3 separate regions of the Mus musculus genome follow, and regions 1 and 3 are each linked to region 2. A link is a contact called in public HiChIP or PLAC-seq and promoter capture Hi-C data. All regions are on one chromosome and are shown on one strand. Each heading gives the region's core, a stretch centred on a gene start, on an enhancer-like site or on the middle of the called end of the contact. The rest is flanking DNA. Distances are from core to core; before and after follow the strand shown.

Region 1 (2,778 bases), core at 244-2,743, 640 kb after region 2:
AAAGAGGTGGTAAGAAAAGAAGGGCACAGATGGCATCCCATCTCTTTACAGTCACACGTGGTATTAAAGTTGAGGACTCGGAAAAAAAAATAATTCTACCATACTTTCCATAATAGAGATGACTCCACACAATCTCAAAGACACCGAGAGAAATGCAGGTGATGCAAACACCCCGACACATGACATGGTCCCCTGCCTCTCACAGTTGGCAGTTGGCAGCAGAGACAATGGAATCAGCCCCGATTCTGTCTGGGAACCTTCAACTATCCCATCAATCTCCCTAAGACAAACACAGGCAGGCTTGTATTTAACGTCTCCCCTACAGCGAGGAGGCCGTTAAATGCAGAGCTGTCACCAATAGGCTTTCTGATGACAGAACCCATCTTCAAGTCTGCTGAGTGATAACCACCACCGGTCATCAGAGGTGGGGTTACTGTCCCTCCCGCTGGGGATGCTGCTCTGCTGCTCAGCTCAGCATCTTTTAACTCCAATTTCAGTGAGGGATGCTATGATCAAGAACTTAACCTTCAGCGTATGATCAGCCAGCACACAGGGTTAGAATAAGACCATTCCTAAGGGTTCCTGGAAGAGCTGTGTGGCCCCTAGCTCTAACCAGAGCTTTCTCAAAGGAGGGTCTGCACGCTCTGTTCAACAGTAATAAAAAGTGACACAGAGCCAGATGGCTTTCCTCTTGCCTCTTGACATGTGTCACAGATGAGCCTGAGCTGGGAGTGCAGCCCGTCCACCTGAGGAACTGAGGAAGAGGCTAAGCTACATACACAGTATTCTTAGTTGGGAAAAGAGAGAGAGGGCTGGGGGAAGTTCCCGCCTTTCGTTAATACTATTCTCTTCTCTCTACTCACTCCTTAAGGAACATCTCTCCACCTCGACCTGTCTTTTCAAACCCTTTCTTGATCAAGAAATACAGTCAGTTTGCGAGCAGCAGTCTTACCTGGCCCTTCAGCCGGCCTAGAGTACCCACGACGGCAGGTTTAATCTGTCACGTCACATAAACAAACATTCACAGCTGCCTGTTTCTGATAGCACATTTCCAGTCTCTTCTCCCCTAGTTCCCAAACCAGGAAGAATAGGCCCAGGAGAGCCGAAGGATGCTCTCGGAGAGACAGAAGCTCCAGGAAGACAACGGGGACTAAAGAGGGTGCTCGCAGGGTGTCCAACTCAAAGTAGAATTTCTTTAAACACTAGCTCCAGGTCTTTATGAAACTCGCCCGGAACAGGGGAGGGAGGGAGCACCCAGAAAGATTTCTTTCCAGTCAGGATGGACGAAGTCCCAAGTCTTGCCCACTACCTCTTTCGGTCTCTAGCCCCTCGCTTTGGCGAATCCACTCACCAAAAGGCCCTTGGCTCCGCCGGCTCCCGAGGCGCTTAGCCCAAGCCCCCCGAGGCTACCAGCGTCCCGCAGCTGCGCAGCCCAGGATCCCGGGACAGCAGACGAGCTTCGAATGGGCGGTCCCCGCACTAGCTCAGAGGCCGCCTTATCTGGGCCGGGAAGGCGCGCGTCCGCGGCGAAGAGACGCCCACACGCGCCACGCAGGATCCCTAGCAGGGACAGTAGGGACAACCCTCCCGGGAAAGGATGGACTCTCAGCTTCCATGAGTGCCCCGCACTCTCCAGTCTCGGACCATCTCAGAGGCCATGGAGGCCAGCCGCGAAACCCCTGGGGCTTCTTCTGTGCCTATCCGACCGGGGGTGGCTCGTCCTGTCCAAGCTTCCCCGCCCAAACCGGGGTCCCAGCTCTCTATGGAGCTCGTGGTTCACGGAACAGTGGCCGCCAGCCGCTTGGACCACCGCTGCGGCGATACCGTGTAGTCCCCAGCGTGGGCTCCTGGGAGAAGGGCTCTCGGCCGCACTGCGGTTTTGCACCGAGAGAGGGGGAATGAACCCGCGACAGAAACGCAAAAAGGAGTCTCTGGGGCTGGGGAACCGTCACGCTCGGGGACCATGGGTGACTGCCAACCCGCCACTCCACAAGCGCCGACGCCACTTCGGAGGTGAACTTCCAGGGAGGTGTGCAGTCATTGGAAGTCTACCCCCACATCACTATAGCAGGAGCGAGTCCTCGCTAAAAGGGACTTCTGTGACCTGCGCGACCCGCATAAGTGCCACGAAAGCTAATCAAACCTCCGAGGTCCCACCCGCGGACAGCGCTACACCGAGCTCAGGGTCCGATGCCGAGCCAGTCGGGCGCATATGCGCCTCGGGGCACAGGGCCTGCGCTCCAGGATCAGGTCCCCGGAATCCGGAACAGAGCTCGCGCTTCACCGCATCCTCCCCGCGCCGCTGCTCAGCCCAGCATCCCGAACCCAGCCTGGCAGCCCGGGCCCTAGCTCCCGTCGTCCCGCACTCACCGCGCCCCCGCTCCCGGCGCCCGCGCAGCCTCCGCCCGCTGTCCCGGCGCCGCCGTCTCTCCGCAGGACTGCAGGCCGGGGACGGTGAGGGGGCAGGGCGGTGCGGAGGGGCGGGGCCGCTGCAGGTAACAATGCTGCCTACCCGGCTGCTCCTCCAGCCGGCCGCAAAGGACAGCACGCCCTTTCCTGCTCTGCTGCTTCCCTCGCTCCCCCTTCAACCCGAACAGCACCGCCACTGAGCTCGCCCTCGCCAGCTCCGGGCTCCCGAGACTCGAAAGCCGCCGCCCAGCACGCTGCTCCTGGCACCTGAAGACCAGCTCGGGGCTGGGCGGGCAACCACAGAGGACGATGGAAATTGCTGCAGGGAAAAGATGAGCCTTGGTGTCCTAATGGAGCGAAGTGGGAGGC
Region 2 (2,731 bases), core at 13-2,512:
CACTTCTTTAAATGGGAGGGTGATTTTTCATTGGGCACTTATCCCGTTAAATGTTAACTTATAAATTTAGAACAAACAAACAAACAAAAACTTGGTAGCTTAGAAACTTCCAAAACATACTGTCAATGCCTGGCAGTTTTTGTATTCACTAATTAAAGGTTTAAGGTGCAAGTGTTCTTTGCTTAGAACAGAAAAACAAAACAAAACAAAACAAAAACAAAACAAACAAAAAAACAAAAAAACAACAAAAAACTTCGAGTGTAGTGAAATAAGATATTTTCCAGTACTCATAATATTTCCCTTTTGGGGAGGAAAAGGGTCTCTCCGTCTGAGTCCAGCCACCTTACCTACCATTTGCTCTTTGCTGAAGAACTTTCTGTCAGATCAAAAGCCTCCAGGCAATCTGAGCGTTTTACACCCGAAATAATATTTCTCCTTTTTGAAACTAGAAAAGCCTTTTCCTGACATCTAAGATGTAAACACAAGGTTCTCGTTTATAGGACTGAAGAAGTCATAAGATACTTATTAAAAGACTCCACTCACGCTTTGTCTGAGGTTTCGGTAAGTTGTTTTCTGACCGGTGATGCAATTCGGATGCTCCAGAGATGAACGAAAAGCAGAGAAGTGAAGCCCCTACACTCAGAAACAAGATCCTGGTCAGAAGGAAACAGTCCGCACCTCCTTGAACGACATCTTTTCCACTTCTAGGTCGCAGAGACTGCCGTCCAACCTTCACCATCAGAAACTATGATTGCGGACACATCTCCTGCCAGTGACCGCCTGCCCGGAGCCTGGGGACAAGAGAGGGGTGGACTGGATGTAAGTTGGGACAGCGTCACCGTTCACCCTAGCTTCCCAGGGTTCAGAGACACTACAGACACTCCCTTCTGTGACCCCAGGGCCAGAAAGGCTGTAAAGACGCAGATCACACAGCCGCGGGCTCTGGGACAGTGGCTGCAGCTCTCCGGTGGCCCCCTCTTCCCTGGGTGTCCCTCTTCCTGCAGGGATCACAGCAGGAAACAAACATCTGGCCCCAAAGCTGATCCGCCCGGCTGGGGGCGCAGGTGCTTCACTTTGGAAACCAGGTCCCCGCACAGCACAGCGGCCGCCCCGGTCGATTCGACCCTGTCCGGGGAGGGGTGCAGCAACCCGGCAGCAGGACCGATCCACCTACCTAGGAGTCCTCCAGCCGCCGCTCCCCGTGCCCACTAGCCATCTGGGCACCAGCCTAGGAAGACTGAAGACCTGGAAGTGAGGGAAGGGGATGTCCCCAGGTCAGGGCCCCGAACTTCCCGGTCGCCAGCACCGCCCCCGGTGCGGCAAGCGCCGCCCACAGGGGTCTGCAAGGGGAACGGAGCCTGGCATCAGAGCTGGCAGGAGCCACAGGGCAGGCAAAACAGAACTGAAAGTCCAGAGGCTCCGTGTGGGAATTCCCCAGGTGTCCTAAAGAGAAAGCTGCCTCCCAGCTCGCCTTTTGGCTGAGTTGAGCTGCTGCAAGGATTCTGGAAGGAAGAGGATATTCTGAAGAGACGCACTCTCTTTGGTTATTGGAATGCTCCAGCTAGGAAACGTTAAAAAATTACAGCCCTGTGCCAGTCACAGGGAGTTTTTATCAGTTCACCATGAGGAAAACACTGGAGGCCTGGACAATGATGGCTGAATGACTCGGGGGGATAGCACACCTTGACCAAAACTGCCTACTTATGGATTCTTTCTGTATTATCTAAATCTAAACCTGTGGTGACAGGATGCTGAACTTAGGATGGGGGCGTCGTACACCCTCATTATTTAGTTGTCTTCCTGATGTGGCTACACTGAATAGCTACTTTTCTGCTGTCTACTGATAATCATTTAAATACCCTATCGAGGCCCAAAAGGATAGGCTAGACAGCCAGGGCTGCCAAGACCCAGGTCCTAACTCTAACTACTCTAATCTCAGAATCTCACTTCTCCCTCAAACACATCTTTTGAACTCTTTTGCTATCTCTCCATCCTCAGAGGTTGCAACTTGGGCTCAGGAATATTTTCTCTTTCTCCTCCTTTTCAACACTTTGTCCCCCTGCCCTTATGTCTCTGGGATCCATTTCTGCTCAGCATCTGATAACAGAGTCTACCAGCCTCCATGCAGACCTGAATGGCAGCATTGTGCTTGGGATATGAATGGATAAGGATGGCACAGATATGTTTCTCTTTCCTTGGCCCCCAGAACAGCCCCCCTTCTAAGCATGGGGAAGATTCGGGGCCCCCACTTCTATCTATGGCTTTGAAGCTAAGTACTTCCCTTTCTCTATCCCATAGCTGCATCGCAGAGTGATTCTGAAAACAGCGTAGATTGGTTTGCTTCATGGTGGAGATGTGGCTCCATATTCCAGTTGTAAGGGGAAACCCCCTACTTTAAAACAAGTTAATCACCTGCCTCGGGTGCCTGTGATCCCATTTGACCTCGGCAAGGCGAGATTGGATGCAGAGCAAGCAACCTTACCCCCATTTTCACAAGAAAATGTCCTGTGAATCAGAAATAGCAGCTGAGATTTGAAGTCAGAATTTTTCCCTTAAACCCAGGGGGTCTCTTCCCCTCAGCTCCACATCCCTTGTCCTTATAGGTTGTCAACCTTCCTAACCCTGCAACCCTTCAGTACGGTTCCTCATGTTGTGATGACTCCCAACCATAAAATTATTTTTGTTGGTACTTTATAATTGTAATTTTCCTACTGTTAAGAATAGTAATGAA
Region 3 (2,993 bases), core at 261-2,760, 550 kb before region 2:
GTTGGCTTTCTGGAACCCATGATAGAAGATAAATGATTCTGGAGTGTTCTTTTTAGACTTCCACACATGTGCTATACCGCATGTGTACTGTGCATGTACTTACCCATAAACACTAACAGTAAACAAATTAAGAAAAATAATAGCTATGGGGAAACAGAGTTACCACTTACCTCAAATATCAAGTATTTTCAAAGCATACATGAAACGAAAAGCTGTAGCTGGTGCTTGTTTTTGTCTAGCATCTGTTTGTGTTGATCCTTATTATTATCTGGAGTGGCACCTGCCTAATAAACACATAACTTATTGATTTTCACGAGGATGCAGCAAGCAGAGGTACCCACGTGGCCACATTTATCTCAGCACACTGGATGCACTGAGCGTGAGAAGTGTAGTGCTTCTTCATCTCCTCAGTGCTTCTTCATCTCCTCAGTGCTTCTTCATCTCTTCAGTGCTTCTTCATCTCCTCAGTGCTTCTTCACCTCCCCAGTGCTTCTTCATCTCCCCAGTGCTTCTTCATCTCCCCAGTGCTTCTTCATCTCCCCAGTGCTTCTTCATCTCCCCAGTGCTTCTTCATCTCCTCAGTGCTTCTTCATCTCCTCAGTGCTTCTTCATCTCCCCAGTGCTTCTTCATCTCCTCAGTGCTTCTTCATCTCCTCAGTGCAGGACAGGCTCGCTCCAAGGGCTCATGAGCTCACGTCACACAGCCCAAGTTTGAATCTCAGAATTATCTCTCCCTAAAGCTGTGCAACTTGGAAGAAGTTACTAACCAACCTCTCTGTTCTTCTTGTCTGTAAAATGGAGACAATTGTGGTGCTTAATATGTCGTCCTGTTAGAAGTATGAAGGCATGACTGTGTGGAAAGAAAGACTGTATGAATATCTGGCACAGTCAATAGCAATGTCAACTACCATTTTTAGTTTTACAATGAACACAGAATAGAGACACAAAAATCTAAAATGGGCAGTTACGGTGGCAGGGAATTCATGAGTGTCTCCGACTTGCTCTTGAACAGCGCTGAGGCTCTTTGGATGTCTAAGGCACAGTAGATTTAATGACATTCCGTTTTTATTTTAAACTAAATCGTGATAAAATTGACAGCTCGGTGTTTCAGGTTTTGCTATTAACAGCACTTTCTGAGTTTTCCCATCAGAATTATTGCAAACCATCTAATTAACCAGTCTTTAAAACTTACATTTGTAAAATTTGCACTTACGTTTCCACAACCCCGAGAGGGCTCTCAGTGGTGTTTCTCCCATAAATGTTGATCAGAAGAGTAAACGATAGATTTCTTTAGCTTTCAAACTAAGTTCTAAATTGCTCAGCTGCTCTGATCTCTTGGGAAACACCACTGTGCATCGATGAGCCTTTGATGTGAATTTGTCTAACATGTTTAGGGACGCTTTTCAAGGGCTAACGTAATTTTCCCTCTTTGACCAGAGAGGGGCAGTGTGATCAAAGACTTTTCCTCGGACATGGACAGAACAGAGCATGCTCACAGCTGCTCTCGGTCCCTGCTTAGAAGTTAGCGCTTTTCCATCCCTGTTTGCTTTTGGGTGACAGGAACAATGGGGAACACACTCAAGCTGCCCGTTTCACAGTGGTCCTAGTTCAGCAATGTTCTCGTCCATGGTTGCTGCTGTAACCATCAGCAGGAGCCTCCGAAGGATCGCGTAGGCTGAAGACACTGCTGATGAGCAGCTTAGCAGCCTGCAATCTTTTTTTCCCCCTTGGCCACACTTCGTTAATTTTATTGCCTGTACAGGATTCTACTATATACAGGCATTTCTTTTTCTTTTATATTTGAAAAGATGAAAAAAAATTTCTACCCCCCTCTCTGAAAGTATTAACAAGACTGCCATATGCAAATCTGTCTACTTTTTCTTTCTTCCTTCCTTCCTTCCTTCCTTCCTTCCTTCCTTCCTTCCTTCCTTCCTTCCTTCCTTCCTTTCTTTCTTTCTTTCTTTCTCTCTCTCTCGTTCTTTCTTTCTTTCTTTCTTTCTTTCTTTCTTTCTTTCCTTCTTTCTTTCTTTTTCCTTCCTTCCTTCCTTCCTCCCTCCCTCCCTCCCTCCCTCGCCCCCCTCTCTTTTTCTTTTTTCTTTCTTTGCTGTGTAGTTACTTTCTTTTGAGTTGAAACCTTATCATTATAGACATCAAAAATACAACTGAAAATTCAGATGTACAGTTATTACTTTTGCAGCTTTACACTTGTGGATGTTTAAAGTACAACTTAACATCCCCCCCAAACTTCATCTCATCTTACATGTCTTGGAGATGGTTTGGATTACTGAAAGATTTTTGTTTTCTTTTTTTATCAAATTGATAAAAATTTTAAAAATATTTTTGGAGAATTTCATACAAGTACTGTATTTACTGTGTTTTTAATGAAGCCAGATCTGTTAAGCGATTAAGCAGGTGTTTTTGTAAATACATATGAGTGTGTGTGTGTGTGTGTGTGTGTGTGTATTTGAATATATTTCTTCTGGATCTTTTTTCTTTTTGTGTTTTTCCCCTTTCCTTTTCTTTTTCTTCTTTTTGCACTTAGTGGGTTAAAAGAATGGAACAGGATTATGCATGAGAATTAAATGACGTACTTGGGATTTTAACATAACTGGCATCGGGTTGGAATTTATGAATGGTTTACTTTATAGTATGTATTAAAGAAATACTATAGTGTTACTTAATACCAGAGAGCTGAGCATATGTGTTCTGGCATTCTAGAATGCAGATTTTTGAAACGTAACCACTCAGTGCTGTTTGGCATTCGAAGTCCAAAGGGATTTGAATGTTTATATTGTGTGACTCACTCTAAATCTAGCAGGATTTTTTTCTTGTATTAAAAGGAGAAAAAAAAAACAACTACTAGATTTTAACTGAGGTATTAAAATTTTCCCAGTATTTGGTTCCATAACAAGAGCTCCATTGTTAGTGCATAGAGCTGACTGTGGCTGCCTCTGGCTCCCCGGAGGAAGAGGCACCTCGCAGGGCAGATGGCT

Evidence for each region. Promoter capture Hi-C pulls out the DNA fragments that hold promoters and counts their contacts. HiChIP or PLAC-seq counts read pairs in DNA pulled down with a chosen protein or histone mark.
Region 1: a contact with region 2 is called in a promoter capture Hi-C map of pre-B cells. The contact joins the promoter of Fhdc1 here to the promoter of Tlr2 in region 2. A contact is called at or near these places in 3 of 39 promoter capture datasets (cranial neural crest, pre-B cells and stem cell-derived epiblast-like cells) and 1 of 115 datasets of contacts at active chromatin or transcription factors (embryonic forebrain).
Region 3: an H3K4me3 HiChIP or PLAC-seq map of embryonic limb bud shows a contact between it and region 2, with 9 times the contacts expected there. The contact joins the enhancer-like site here to the promoter of Tlr2 in region 2. A contact is called at or near these places in 3 of 39 promoter capture datasets (the 3T3-L1 cell line, embryonic stem cells and hippocampal neurons), 4 of 484 Hi-C or Micro-C datasets (B cells, the C2C12 cell line and uterus) and 5 of 115 datasets of contacts at active chromatin or transcription factors (astrocytes, embryonic forebrain, embryonic limb bud and 2 more).

What each region holds. Positions count from the first base shown.
Region 1 is chr3:84,477,998-84,480,775 of GRCm38.p6, forward strand. It overlaps Fhdc1 (FH2 domain containing 1), which reads right to left and starts at 1,494. Exons shown (of 12, transcript NM_001205355.1): 1 at 1,352-1,494.
Region 2 is chr3:83,840,346-83,843,076 of GRCm38.p6, forward strand. Tlr2 (toll-like receptor 2) reads right to left here and starts at 1,263. Exons shown (of 3, transcript NM_011905.3): 1 at 1,175-1,263; 2 at 544-791.
Region 3 is chr3:83,285,596-83,288,588 of GRCm38.p6, forward strand. The region is part of intron 10 of Dchs2 (dachsous cadherin related 2); the gene reads left to right. Among named protein-coding and RNA genes, the nearest start is that of Gm10710, 160 kb to the left of the region's middle. Within about 2 kb of position 1,511, at least 58 of the 459 cell types and tissues checked have an H3K27ac peak or open chromatin away from gene starts, as enhancers often do. A contact at or near this core is called in the C2C12 cell line and embryonic limb bud, where this site is marked.